Linked DNA regions of Sus scrofa: region 2 is linked to region 1. Evidence: chromatin contacts called from public Hi-C data. All regions are on one chromosome and are shown on one strand. Each heading gives the region's core, a stretch centred on a gene start, on an enhancer-like site or on the middle of the called end of the contact. The rest is flanking DNA. Distances are from core to core; before and after follow the strand shown. Region 1 has its middle 9.2 kb from the start of IGF1. Region 2 overlaps WASHC3 (WASH complex subunit 3).

Region 1 (3,455 bases), core at 78-2,577:
AGGAGACAGAGATGAAGGCACCTATTACTGGAGGGTCCACGGCGGTAGTAAATCTAATCCCCAGGAAAAGTTCAGGTCAAGAAGCCCCACTGGAGAGAAATGTACAGGGTCAGTCTAAAATTACTGAATGATTCTGTAGTCTCCTGCCTGGAACAATCTGACAGTTAGATATGGGAATTGTGTGCCACCAAAATAGCAAGGATGTGCTCATCATGAGAACATCCACTCCTGGAGACGCAGAGATTCACAGTTTCACCTTTTGCATGTGTAATGCCTGCGGGATATAAATAACTCTCCCCTAAAGCCTTTTTCTTGAGTAGCATATTTGCATAAAGCTGCAGTCTCAGAAGACTTCTGACACCTTTCTTAAAAAAAAAAAGAAAGAAAAAAAGTTGTTCATCTCCTGAAAGAGCAAGCTGATTGAGAGTCACTGAAAGGGGTGGGCCAGGCCCTGTGCCCCACTCTTTTTGCTCGAGCCATGTCCCCAGTCTTCCCCACAACTGCAGAGTTCCTCATGCAGGAGCTAATCTCATTCCCATGTGCAATGGGGCAGACCCACAATTTATTTCATTAATGTCTTTGTTGACTCTCAAGAAAAGCTCACGAAGGGTATTTGGAGGTAAGAGGACTCTGGAACCAAACAGAGGGTGAAGTTTAAGGTCCAGGGGCCACCCACCAGGCACAGAACTTGGGGTAAACTACTAGACGTGTCTCTTGGCTCAAGACTGGGAGGCGGGTTGGTCTGGGAGTGTATTCTCCAATGTTTGAGATCAAGAGCTTGTCAATTCAGAACGTAAAACTCAGAGGAAAAGGCTGGCCTCAAAAATACAACATGCTGCTGAACAAGGGACCCAATGTCAGCTCCAAAAGATCTTCTCAGAAGCAGCTCTGTTAGTCCTCAGAAAGATCTTTAGCTCAAAGGAACTGCTTTAAATCCTCAGAGGAGCTTTTTCCCCCACAGCTAGGGAAAACAGTAATAGGGAGAAGAAATCCTCCCACTAAAGAAATCAATGCTTTCTTTTCAACATCAAACTTGGATCTTATTTCTTCTAAAATGTCAAAAGGGCAAATGCTGAGAACAGTCAGAAGCAAAACTTTTGTGGTTTTGGGAGCAAAAGAATTCTTCGTAATGGCAGATGAGGAGTCACTGCATGGGGCGAGGGTGGATTGGTGGAGTGAGAGAACCTAAGGGCTCACCGCAATTGCCCCTAGTTGAAGAGAAAAGTGAGGAAAGGAGACACCAATTCCAAATTTCAGGGGCAAGTACCCAAAGAGTGCTTTCTTTTGGAATCGAAAAATGTGCGCGCCCTCTAGTGGGCTTCGGGGAAACTGCCACCGCAATCTTGACCATTGCTGCGCGAAGTTTGGGAGGCATAGGGTGTTATAGAAAAGCTCTAGATTCAAATATACTTTAAACTGAGCACATCTTTTGAAACAAATAAGCTAGGTGTTTAATTGGCTCTACTTTTTAAAAAGGGGAAAGTGCTAAAGGGAGACAGAAAGATGCTAAACGTTATGAGAGCATGGATGACGTCTCCAGGGCCCCACTCCCAGTGCTTACACCTGGTGGGGGCTCCACACATTTTGTTGGTTGAATCAGAGTCTGGAAAATAAATGATGATAAAGGTAAACTATTTCACCTAGAAGGATAATAAACTCTTTGAGAATGAAATGAACAATTTCTTCATTTTTATAAATAAGAAAAGAGGGGTGGAGGAGCAGTGGATAGAAAAGTGACTTGTTTTAATGTAACAAATGTAGGAGCTTGAAAATGGAGCTGAAATCCAAGCCCCCTGTTTGTTCTGCTCTCTTTATACAACATCAGTGTTCAAATGTGGGCTCAAACACTGATGGTCGAAGACACGGCATTCAAGAAACCTAGGAATTCCCTGGTGGCTGCAATGGGTTAAGGATCCAGTGTTGTCACTGCTGTTGGGATTCGAACTTGTCTGGGAACTTCGACATGCTGCAGGCATGACCAAAATATACATATAAAGAACATTAACTGAGACAAAATTATAATTTTCAGAAGGAAAAAGAAAGGGGAAAAAAAGATTTGAAAGGAAAAAAAAAGAATCACGTAAGTGTGGAATGGTTCCATTTTTAATTCTTCTTCTAGCCTAAATTTACTGAGAAAACAGTCTCAGTTTAGTACGAATCAGTCTTCAGTTCCTCTCTAACACTTGCTAATCTCCCTTTTGGATGACAACAACAACAAAACAAACAAAAAAACAAAAACAAAAACAAAATGAACCTTAAGCCCAAAGTCATTCCATGAAATGGTTTTATCTAGAACTTAATAACACTTTTTTTGTTTTTATAGTTATTTGTTTTTTTTGAAGAATACTTTCTGCTTAGAGCAAGTGATACTGTTTTTGAAGTAGATATTTTAAAGCTTAGTTTTAAAATATATATTTCTATGTCTTAAAAATCAACTTAAGAAAAAATATTTTTAAATTAAATTCTATTACAGATGTAAGACAGTTATGACAAAAAAAACAATGTAATTGGCATTTGAAGATTTTACATTTGGGCATCATCGCAGTGTTTAGGGGAAAAGCCCAACCTAGCCACAAGGACAAAAGCAGGTAGCAAAGACCCTGTATATAGAAAATGCCACCATATGAATGTATTAATAATGTTTGCTGATCGTTTAGATACCCTTTAAGCTCACAGTCTTTTTCATTCCAGTCTTTCATAGAGCTTGGGAGATGTTGAAAAGGCTAGGTAGATTGAATAGCAGTTGAGTTAAATCTTGAGGCCTGAGTTCACATTCAAGATGGAAAAAAAACCCCAAAACAACAGTATATGCTATTCCAGGCAGAGGAAACAGCATAGGCAAAGTTGTATGGGAATGAGAAGGTACCCAGTATTGGGGTGACAATCATGCTTTCAGACTCCTGTACTGTGGAGGCTCTTTAGTCCCCTCTCCTCCCCATCAGTAGCTTTTACAGAGCTGAAAGACTGGAAAACAATCTTAATTCCCTCATGATTCTCTTGTAAACGAAGATTTGTATGGAACTAAGTATGTGATTAATTCTGGGAATGACACAGTGCCTCAAGGTAAATATGCAACAGCAGACCTGGGTTACATCATAACCTAAGTCAGTCTGAGCAGTGCTGGGTAAGAAGTGAGGTGGAGATTGATCACCCAATGGCTTTCCAGAGATTCCATTTTGAAAGATTTAATTGTAGTGTTTATACCTTGGTAAGTAGATTTCAATGGAAGAACAAAGTGATTACACTTGATAAAGTCTTTCTGCAATAAGGGTTGAGACAAAAAGGTCTTGTTTCTGATGAGCCTGACCTTCCTGGAAAAACTGGTTCATCAGAGCATCCCACTCTTCATGTGGGTCAATTAAGGAGGTTTTATTGCACTCTTTGAGAGCAGGGCACAGAGCCTAGAGCCTGAAGGTGGCTGCTGAGAATCTTGTCTTCATGTGAGGCTTCGTGGC
Region 2 (3,341 bases), core at 808-3,307, 430 kb before region 1:
TTTTTTTTTTACTAATTTTTACAAGCTAAAAGAAGTAATTCTTGGTTATGTAAGCACCACTATTATTTTCAAAAACTTGGATTTTTTAAAGGTATTAAATAATCACTCAGAAGTAGCAGGTAAATACCATTTATTTGGTAATTATCAGGCATTTCTTCAGTTTTATGGACTTCATAAAATTCAGTGATAGTGATTTTTCTAGGAAAATAGTCAGGCTCTCTTCTCCCTTACCATGTAAACCATTTTGGTTTAAAATTACATACTCTTCACACCTTCACACCGTGCACAAAAATAAACTCAAAATGACTTGAAGACTTAAACGTAAGATAAGACACCATCAAACTCTTAGAAGAGAACATAGGCAAAACATTCTCTGACATCAGCCTTACAAATGTTTTCTCTGGTCAGTCTCCCAAGACAAGGGAAATAAAAGCGAAAATAAACCAGTGGGACCTAATCAAAGGGACAAGCTTTTGCATAGCAAAGGAAACCATTAAAAAAAAAAAAAAAAAAAAAAAAAAAAAAAAAAAAAAAAAAGAGACAACTTGCAGAATGGGAGAAAATAGTTTCAAATGATGCAACTGACAAGGGCCTAATCTCTAAAATATACAAATAACTTATACAGCTTAACAGCAAAAAAAGCCAACAACCCAATTGAAAAATGGGCAAAAGACCTGAATAGACTGTCCTCCAAAGAAAATATACAGAGGGCCAATAAGGACATGAAAAAATGCTCGACATCAATGATTATTAGAGAAAGCAAATCAAAACTACCATGAGGTACCACCTCACACCTGTCAGAATGGCCATCATTAATAAATCCACAAATAACAAATGCTGGAGAGGGTGTAGAGAAAAGGGAACCCTCCTGCACAGCTGGTGGGAATGTAAGCTGGTACAGCCACTATGGAAAACAGTATGGAGGTATCTTAGAAATCTATACATAGAACTACCATATGACCCAGCAATTTCACTCTTGGGCATATATCTGGACAAAACTTTCCTTGAAAAAGACACATGCACCCGCATGTTCACTGCAGCACTATTAACAATAGCCAAGTCATGGAAATAACCTAAATGTCCATCGATAGATGAATGGATTCAGAAGATGTCGTATATATACACAATAGAGTACTACTCAGCCATAAAAAAGAACAAAATAATGCCATTTGTACCAACATGGATGGAACCAGATACTTTCATCCTGAGCGAAGTAAGTCAGAAAGAGAAAGATAAATACCATATCACTTATATCTGGCATCTAATATACAGCACAAATGAACCTCTCCACAGAAAAAAAAGTATGGACATGGAGAACAGACTTGTGGTTGCCAAGGGGTAAGGGTAGAGAGGGAGATGGACTGGGAGCTTGGGGTAAATAGATGCAGAATGTTGCCTTAGGGGTAGATAAGCAATAAGATCCTGCTGTACAGCACTGGGAAATATATCTAGTCACTTATGATGGAGCATGATAATGGGAGAAAAAGGAATATGTATATGCGTATGTGTGACTGGGTTACCTTGCTGTACAATAGAAAACTGACAGAACACTGTAAACCAGCTATAACTGCAAAAAATAAAAAAAAAATTTTTTTTAAATTACATACTCTTGGCTTCCAAACTGTTGTATACATAAGCCAATTGAATAACAATGTATTTTCTGATCAGTATTTATTTCTATATTACCTCAATTTTGCTCTTTGCTCAGCATAAACAGATCTAGGCTATTTCCTCTTATAGTCGTAGGAGTCTATCTTACTACTAAGGCTAATAAAAAAAAAAAGTACATGTTTACACTTTAAAAGAAAAAAGAACAATCTTTAGTTCTTGGGTGAGGCTTAATATGAACCCAAGATTCTAAATAAAAGTACACTCTTTTCTTGAATGGCACATTTTCTTCTTCTTAATCATCTTAGACATTTCTTCCAAAATGACGCTCCTTAACTTTTATGTAAACATAATTTTCAGAGCATGAGAATTCCTCTTTAACAAGGAGGTTGATTCCACTTATCATATCTAGCTAAACATAGTTGGAGCGGGTTTTCTAGTAGTAGTGCTGATAGGTTATAGCGAGTCACCCTACTCCAACCAGCGTCCCTTGTGACCAATGGCATGTACTCATGAGGTAATGGGGCAGAATTCAGGCTCCAGGCTGTGGTTGAAGAATAGCTTTTCTGTAAGACAATGTTAACTGTTACTGGAATTCTACCCTAAAACTTGGCACCACCTTGCAATTGAATGTTTCTCAACATTTACAGACAATGACATGCCTTCAAACTTGCTAAGTGAGGTATATCAAGGAAGTACTGGCAGCCCTGGGGGTTCTCCCTTTGGTAGTCAGCCATGGACTTCTTAAGGTGGTAATACCTAAATGGACTCTTAAAGAATTTCAAATTAGTCTGGTCAATAAGAGGGAAGGAAGTTCCATGGGGAGGAAAACAAAAACTCAAAGACACCAGGAAAATGGAGTTCCCGTCATGGCTCAGTGGTTAATGAACCTGACTAGCATCCATGAGGACTCTGGTTCGATCTCTGGCCTCACTCAGTGGGTTAAGGATCTGGTGTTGTCGTGAGCTGTGGTGAAGGTCACAGACATGTCTCAGATCCCTGTTGCTATGACTCTGGTGTAGGCCGGCGGCTACAGCTCCAAATGGATCCCTAGCCTGGGAACTTCCATATGCCGCGGGTGTGGCCTTAAAAGACAAAAAGACAAAAAAGACCAAAAAAGACAAACAAACAGGAGTTCTCGTCGTGGCGCATTGGTTAACGAATCCGACTGGGAACCATGAGGTTGCGGGTTCGATCCTTGCCCTTGCTCAGTGGGTTAACGATCCGGCGTTGCCATGAGCTGTGGTGTAGGTTGCAGACGCGGCTCGGATCCAGCGTTGCTGTGGCTCTGGCGTGGGCTGGTGGCTACAGCTCCGATTCAACCCCTAGCCTGGGAACCTCCATATGCCGTGGAAGCGGTCCAAGAAATAGCAAAAAAAAAAAAAAAAAAAAAAAAAAAAGACAAACAAACAAGCAAACAAACAAAAAACCCACAAAAAAATAAAGACACTGGGAAAAGGATACATTCAAAGAACTGCAAATAGTTTGCTACAGCTGCAGGAGACAGGAATGTATGAATGAGTGGCAAGAAATGAAGCTAGAGTCCTAAAGATAAAAGCATTTATTTGTGATTCTAAGATGTTAGACTATATGCTAAAGGCAGTGGAGAGACACAGAAAGATTTGTATGTGTGAACAGACAAACTGTATGAACAGATGCATTAAGTTTTTAGTGACAGATTGAAAGAGAATAGGAAAACCAATCAGGAGCTATTGTAATAATTCAGGTGAGAA

What was found. Hi-C and Micro-C count contacts between places; a contact is called where the count stands out from the background.
Region 2: a Hi-C map of embryonic fibroblasts shows a contact between it and region 1, with 1.6 times the contacts expected there. The contact joins two enhancer-like sites. A contact is called at or near these places in 1 of 47 Hi-C or Micro-C datasets (embryonic fibroblasts) and 1 of 2 datasets of contacts at active chromatin or transcription factors (skeletal muscle).

The regions. Positions count from the first base shown.
Region 1 is chr5:81,770,338-81,773,792 of Sscrofa11.1, reverse strand. It overlaps a transcript of IGF1 not described here. Among named protein-coding and RNA genes, the nearest start is that of IGF1, 9.2 kb to the left of the region's middle. Within about 2 kb of position 1,327, at least 8 of the 83 cell types and tissues checked have an H3K27ac peak or open chromatin away from gene starts, as enhancers often do. A contact at or near this core is called in embryonic fibroblasts, where this site is marked.
Region 2 is chr5:82,203,042-82,206,382 of Sscrofa11.1, reverse strand. The region is part of intron 7 of WASHC3 (WASH complex subunit 3); the gene reads right to left. Among named protein-coding and RNA genes, the nearest start is that of WASHC3, 49 kb to the right of the region's middle. Within about 2 kb of position 2,057, at least 5 of the 83 cell types and tissues checked have an H3K27ac peak or open chromatin away from gene starts, as enhancers often do. A contact at or near this core is called in embryonic fibroblasts, where this site is marked.